Linked DNA regions of Rattus norvegicus: region 2 is linked to region 1. The links are chromatin contacts, called in public Hi-C maps. All regions are on one chromosome and are shown on one strand. The core of a region is the stretch at or near the end of the contact, and the rest is flanking DNA. Distances in the headings are between cores, read along the strand shown.

What was found. Hi-C and Micro-C count contacts between places; a contact is called where the count stands out from the background.
Region 2: a Hi-C map of Schwann cells shows a contact between it and region 1, with 8 times the contacts expected there. The contact joins two enhancer-like sites. A contact is called at or near these places in 2 of 12 Hi-C or Micro-C datasets (Schwann cells and frontal cortex).

The regions. Positions count from the first base shown.
Region 1 is chr1:126,960,458-126,964,009 of GRCr8, forward strand. No RefSeq gene overlaps it. Among named protein-coding and RNA genes, the nearest start is that of Klf13, 14 kb to the left of the region's middle. Within about 2 kb of position 1,519, at least 55 of the 93 cell types and tissues checked have an H3K27ac peak or open chromatin away from gene starts, as enhancers often do.
Region 2 is chr1:127,342,074-127,345,625 of GRCr8, forward strand. The region is part of intron 7 of Fan1 (FANCD2 and FANCI associated nuclease 1); the gene reads right to left. Among named protein-coding and RNA genes, the nearest start is that of Fan1, 12 kb to the right of the region's middle. Within about 2 kb of position 1,993, at least 44 of the 93 cell types and tissues checked have an H3K27ac peak or open chromatin away from gene starts, as enhancers often do.

The DNA.
Region 1 (3,552 bases), core at 269-2,768:
ATGCCGCCTCGGGCTCGCTCCACGCGGGGCTGGGGGGCGCGGCCGGCGCGCCTGCTTGTCCAGGGGAAGCGGGCTCTGGGCCGGGCGGCGGCGCAGGGGGCGCGGGCGGCAGGCGGCAGGGGGTCCTCGCCTTGCGCGCAGCAGCCCCTTCTCTGCGTTCCGCGGGGGCGGGGGCCGGCGCCTGCTGGTTGAGGTCCGCTAGGATCCGAGCTACCACGAAAAGAGAGGCGCTGTCCTTGCCGTCGCGGCGCTCGTCAACGCGGGGCAGTGTGGGGGCGGCGGCGGCCGCGCCCTCGGGCCGGGGTTCAGGTCCTTCCCGCGGCTCGTGCACGACTGCGCGGCTGGACATGGACACGAGGCACTCGGCGGCAAAGTGGTCCACATAGGCGGCGGCTGCCATGCTGCGGGCTCGGGCGCGCGGTGCTCTCGCAGGAGTCGTCAGCGGCGCATCCGCACCCACGGCCTCCGGAGAGCGGCGGGGGGCGGGGGCGCGGCGCGCCCTCTTCTCCGGCTGGGCTGGGCTAGGCTGGGCGCGTAGCCGCTTCTGCCGTCACCCGCGCGGCTCCGCGTCCTCCTGGCCGGGCACTGGAGGGTGAGCGCATGGGGGGCTCCAGTGAGGTGGGTCCGCGTGCGGCGTCAGAACCGGCCTGTCCTAGGGACGTCGAGCGGCGGCGACGTTAGGCACGACCCCTGCAAGTTGCGGTCGCAGTTCCACCGTGCATTGTGGCAGGCGGGACAGCCTCCGTGCGCGCCGCGGCTCGGTGTGGGCGGACCGGCCCCGGGGGTGGGCGGGGCCGGGGCCACATCTGGACCCGACGTCAGCCCCCAGCCACATCCTGGCGGCGCAGGTTACAGGCGGCAGCGGCCGCAGGGAGCAGCGCGCACGAAGGGGGCGGGGAGCCTGGAGCGCGCACCGTCCCTCCGGTGCGGTCGCGCGCCCGCGTCTTAAGGGGCGTGGCCAGTGGCAGACGCGAACTCCATTGGCTCTAGAGTACTTTATCCGGCCAATCCGGACCTCTAGAGGGCCCTACTGGCCGCGGGACCTGCGCGCGCCAGTGGGCGTGTCCCCTGGGCCTGCAAGAGGAGGGGCGGAAATCGGAGCCGGGCGCGGGGCGCGCAGACGCATGACGTCCGAGGGTGGCGGGCCGCTGTGTAGCGGCGCAGGGCTAGGGCGCGTGCCTCCCGCAGCGGGAACCTCGCCGGGCCTTTCCATGCCAGAGCTTTTGTGAGCAGGCAGCAGTGGGTGGCACGAGGATGGCAACGCTGGGGAGGGCACCCTGTGGTCGCTCGGCCGGCTGGGAGTGCGGGCAAGGTGGCGTATCTGTCCCGGCCGGACCTAGGCGGCTGACCTCGCCTTTGGGCGGCACATTTCCGAACCTCACCCCACCGCAGCGGAGTTCTCGGGTGGCCGGGCTTGCATTGCAGTCTCCAGCCACCTCCTCACCCTGCTCCTACTGAGCTCAGGTCCTCGATGCAACCTTGGCCGGAGCCATGTCACTACTGGGGCCGCCCCGCCCCCGCGCGGCCGCACTGCCCTTGAGCCTATGTTAACCTGGCTGATGCAGGACCCACCACTGCCAGTGCTGAGAGAGTGAGCTACGTGCTGGGGCTGCGGTCGCGGCTGTTCAGGGAACGCAGGGCCCCTTCCTCCCCCTTCCTGCCCCAGGCCTGCTGCCAACTTCTCCAGGCCGCCCCTCTCCCACCGCGGTCGTGGAGGCTTCAAACACCACCAGCTGCGAGGACCCCGCCCAGGGCGCCCCACCCATCCACTGTCTGGGCCTCTGAAGGAAATGCTCCGCTGCGCCCTGCCGGGGCCTTCCAACTAGGCCACCTTGCTCTAAAGTCTAGACACACATTCATGTTCTTTCTCTCTGAACACTAGGCCACCGTAAGAGAGACCATAGCTTCCTACTGCCTTTGAACCAATCTTAATACACTCAGGACTGGCCGCAACTGCCTCTGACCTGTGAGGATAGGATCAGCAGCCTCTGCTTTTCGTTGTGGATGATGCCTGGAAATAAGTCAGCCACTGGCAAGTCAGGGAAAGCGACTGCCGGTTGGTTGACCCCAGTGGGTTAAAGGGTCGGTCATCTTACTGGAGAAAATTAAGAACTATGGCTCTGATTTTTAAGTTCTTCAAATTAAATGGGAGCCTAAAATAGAAAAGACTTTGGTTCCTGATAATCGGAGAAACATCGATTTGGTATTTTCAGTTGGGAAACTTGTTAATGTTTGAACACCCCTAAGTGTGAGCACACACCCTGAATTTCCTCACTGATGTCTTGTGGAGAAGCTGGATCAAGGCTTTGTAGGAGGGTCTCAACTTGGCAGAAAATAGTCATCTTTGTTCCAGGCAGATTGTGTTGATGACATTTAAGAGACTGTGTCCTGACCGAGGGATGACTCAGAAGGCTCCTCCATTCCCACCACATGCCACAGACAGTCATTTCATTGGGAAAGAGCTGGCCCCTACACTGCCTTTCTGGCCATGTATTCCTTCATGTCCCTCTGCGGCCAGGGGGGATTCGACAGTCTTTTTGGTGGTGCCCTCCTGGGCTCTGCCTACACTAGGACAAAGTGGACCTTTTTGGGACATGCATATTCACTGGACCTCCTTATAGGCTTCTAGGGTAGCCTGAGTCAATGGACCCTTCTGACATGCCCCATCCAATCTTTCTTCCTGATGGTCTCCCAAAGGGTTTTCCCCATTTAGATGTTATATACAAGCAGCATTACCTTGAATGATTTCTCACCATTTCACTTACCAAGTATGTAATGATTGAGCTCTCAAAGTTAACCTTTCTTGTCCCAACCCCAGATGGAAATACCCTAGGGGTTCAGTTCTGTTCTGCAGTTAATATCTCATAGCTCTGGGTCCATGTTTCTGTGCTAAGAGAATCTTGACAACAATAGTATAGGTAAGAGTAAGGATGTTTCCCTTTAGCTGGAAAGAAGAGGAAAACCAGCACAAAACAGACCTGGCTGGACCAAAGTGGGAGCAAGTGAGCCATAAGGGGACTAATGATGGGTGAGGTTTGGAGTGAAGGTGGTAGTTGTTCCTTTTGGAGCCTCTAAAGCAACCTTGGCTATAAGATACAAATCTCAACTATAAGACAAGAATGCACATGGACAGGAGTAGGAGAAGAAGCAAGCAGACAGTGAAGCTGAAACATGCCCAAGAAAATGAAAGCCTGAAATAGGAAGGAAGGTTTCCCCACAAGGGTCACAAATGGTGACACTGGGTACCTCTGGACGTGGAAGGGAAAGGAACTTGAAATAAGAATGGTCCTAAATGATTGTGCTAGAGTCTGTTCTGAGATATTCAGGTGGGCTGCCGGCTCTGTGTAGCCTCACAGCTGCCCCCTCCTCTTCCTGAGGAGAGACTGTATCTATCTAAAGGAGGCAGAGATCAGTCTCCAAACAGTGGCAGACAGAGGCAGTGGCGCTCATGTGCCTGCTGACAGCTACAAGCCCCTTTCAGGGGTTCCATGGCACAAGAAGCCAGGAAGCCTAGAAGAGGCCTTTGGGCTGAGCAAGCCAAGCCACAGGGAA
Region 2 (3,552 bases), core at 743-3,242, 380 kb after region 1:
CCTCAGAGGGTTGGAGAGTAGTTAAGAGCACTTAAGTGTTCTTGTAGAGGACCCAGCAAGACTGAGTTCCCAGCACCCACATGATGGTTTGCAGCCACCCTTAACTCCAGTTCCAGGAGATCCAATGCCCTCTTCAGACCTCCATGGGTACCCGGCACTCACATGGTGCATGCACACATTCAGGCAAAGCACTCACACATATGAAATAAATCTACAAGAGGAGTTTGAGTGTCGTCTTGAAGTGCACTGTCTATTAAACACCACAGTTATACAAGCTGAAGAGAAACTGTCGTCAAAACACTCCTAACACAGCCGACACCCCAAACCCCCCGTTGCTGACCTTCAGACACTTAACTTTTCCCTTCTTATGAAGTGTGAGGAAATAGATGTATGTTGGTAAGCACTGTTCACATTCACACAGACACGGTGTAGTCTCTGAGCACAGAAGGCGGGAAAGCTGACACTTCTATGTCGCGCTGCCAAGGGGCCAAGCACCGCTAGCCTCTGGTCAGGCAAGGGAGCAGGTTTTCCCAGAGGCACAGCAATGCTGTGGGCCCCACATAGTTTGTGATGAGGCAAGAAAGGACACAGATGAATTCAGATTAGACAAGTGGGGATTCTGTTCCCATGGTATTTTGCTTAAGTTGTGTTTCCCTGTGTAGGTGGAGAGCCATGGTATTGAGAGACCTTAAAACAAGGCAACTGAGCAGAATAGGGGAGAACTTTTACTCCTCCTGACTGGAGAAAATTAACAAGAAAAACATTAAGGCTTAGACTCCATCAGTGTTCGGCATTTCCTTGCTCCTCCTCTCTCCCCCCTTCACCATCATCCTTATCCCCTTCAGCATGATCATCCCCACACTCTCCTACATCATCATCATCTCCATCTCCAAATCAGGGGCCAATGGTACTGCAAGAGATTTGGCCAAATTCATACACAGACACACACAGAGATACACACAGATTTTCACATACATATGCACAGATATACATACACAGATACACACATACAAATAAATACACAGAGATACGACTACACACATAACAACACAGATAATGCATACACACAGATATAACACACACACACACACACACACACACACACACACACACACACACACACAGAGTAAAAGAGACAGAGAGACTAAGTACAACTCTACTCCAGAAACAGTGAGGCAAGCGGGAAGCCTGTGGCTCCCAAAAGAGAAGGGTACGAATGGGCAATGACCACAGACTTCTCGTTGCACAAATAATTAAATGGGGTACAACAATGTACATAATGCATACCACAGAATTGTATCTAAAGTGGCTGAAAGGGCAAACTTTGCACATCTTCTATCCTAACAGAAAAGTAAAAACTAAAACAAACATGAAAAACTGGCAGGATGGCTCAGTAGGTAAGTCCGCTGCAGCCAACCCTGAAAACTTGAAGTTAATCCCAGGATCTAAAAGATGGGAGGAGAGAAATGACTCCCCACAAGTTCATCTCTCACCCATATATGTGCACATGCATATGCAAGCATATACTAAATATAATTTAAAAATTTAAAGAAAAATTTAAAAACGAACCAAAACCAAAACCCAAGGAATGAATGGAAGCTCAAGCCTTGAGGAACTGAGGAGTCTAAAGGAGTCAAGAAGGGGGAGCAGGACCTTGCAGAGCCCACTGTCCCTGGAGAAGGGTGGCCATGTGGCCCCAGGTCCCAGGGGTGTATCTCTCCCTGCAGCATGTGTCCTGTAAACAGACGTAAGTCACAGAAGATGGAGGATGCGGGGACAGGACAAGGACTGTGTGAATGGCACTGAGTATTGGGAAAAGGCTAAAGGAACTAGAACTTTCTTAGCATCGCTGAAAAGTGAGCTCACCGGCCTGCCTGGCCCCGTGACAACAGCAGTGTCCGCAGAACTTGAACAAAGGGGACTGAGTAACGTCTTTGGCCAGTGAAAGACAAGAGGTCGCACAGACACATGTGCTCTCCTTGCCAGGTTGGGTCTGGGCCAGCAAGCACCCCATCTTGCTATTTAAGCCTCAGCATGCAGCAGGAGGAAGAGGCACCATGCCCACCTCCGGGACAGAAAACAGCTTCCGCTGGCTTTTTGTGGGCACTTGAGGTAACAAGGCACCATTTTAGTAGAAAGCAGTAAAAAAATAATACTACATCATACTTCCACATGCCATGGGTGATTTTTTCCAGCCCTTAATCCCCCTGATTCACTAAATGTACCACTGGGAAAAAAAAACTCTCTGTGAGACACAGTCCCTTCCATTCAGTTCAAACACAGGCTGGAGTGGAGACAGGTGGGGAGGGAACCCACACAAAGAGACACTGTTCACCAGCCTGGCTCAGAGGCAGCGGCCTCAAAGGCCCCACCCTGCCCAGCCACAGAAGTGACAAAATCTATTTCAAGTCCCCAAGGTCCCTGGGGCCTGCCAGAGAAGGTGGCCTGTTCAGAGGTGGGGAAATGCCCTGCAGAAGCAGAGAGATACTCTTCAGGCACCTGCACTAAGATAAGAGAGACGATTCCTGTCAGCCTTTCTAACTAGAAGCTCTAAGCAACAAGTACGTAAAGCCAGTCTCCAGGACAGAGCGTCTACAGGACAGAGCGTCTACAGGACAGAGCGTAGGGGCAGAGATGGGGAGGGGCAGACAGGGAGAGACAGAGACCGAGAGACAGAGACAGAAGGAGTATGTGAATATGAACCTGCAGACAGCTGACAGACACCGGACCCTCTCTCTCCTTGATTCCACTTCCTGGAGCCCACTATCAACCCCTTTCTCTTCCAGGCAGAGCAGAGATTATTTAATGCCGGTTAGAACCAGCCCTGCTATCTTGGTGTGGGGGATGGGGCTGGAAGAAATCAAAGAATGTTAACCAAAGGAAAACTATCTTCTAATTATATTTAGAAGAAGTTTCTTTTCATTTACTAAGTTTTTTATTTGACTATCACATTTGTTGTTTTTTTTTTTTTTTTTTTTTTTTTGGTTCTTTTTTCGGAGCTGGGGACCGAACCCAGGGCCTTGCACTTCCTAGGTAAGCGCTCTACCACTGAGCTAAATCCCCAGCTCCCACATTTGTTATATTAGTGGTTTCTAACGTTTTATAAAAACTAAATATTTAAAGGCTTTTGTTTTATCTGGAGTAACTTTTCCATGTATTATACAGAAAACATCACTATTAATAAAAGTCATACTTTTTACTATTTTCTCAGAGCCATAAATTACTTCTTTGATGATAGCATTAACACAGAAATTAACAGGAAAGGAGAAGGAAAGGGGAAGTGGTGCAATTACATACTAATTAAAGAAAAAGAGATGGCAGACATGGTGCAGGCCATAACATCAGCAACGGGGAAGCAGAGGCAGAGGCAGGTAGACCTCTGAGCCCTTGGAGACAGCCTAGTATACATAGTGAGTTCCAGGACAGCCAGAACTGTCCCCACCGACAGACAGACAGACTGACAGACAGACTGACAGACAGACAGAGCTACACAGTGAACCTGTGCCCCATCAACAAACAAACAAGTGAATTGAAGACAGGCTCTTTCCTAGG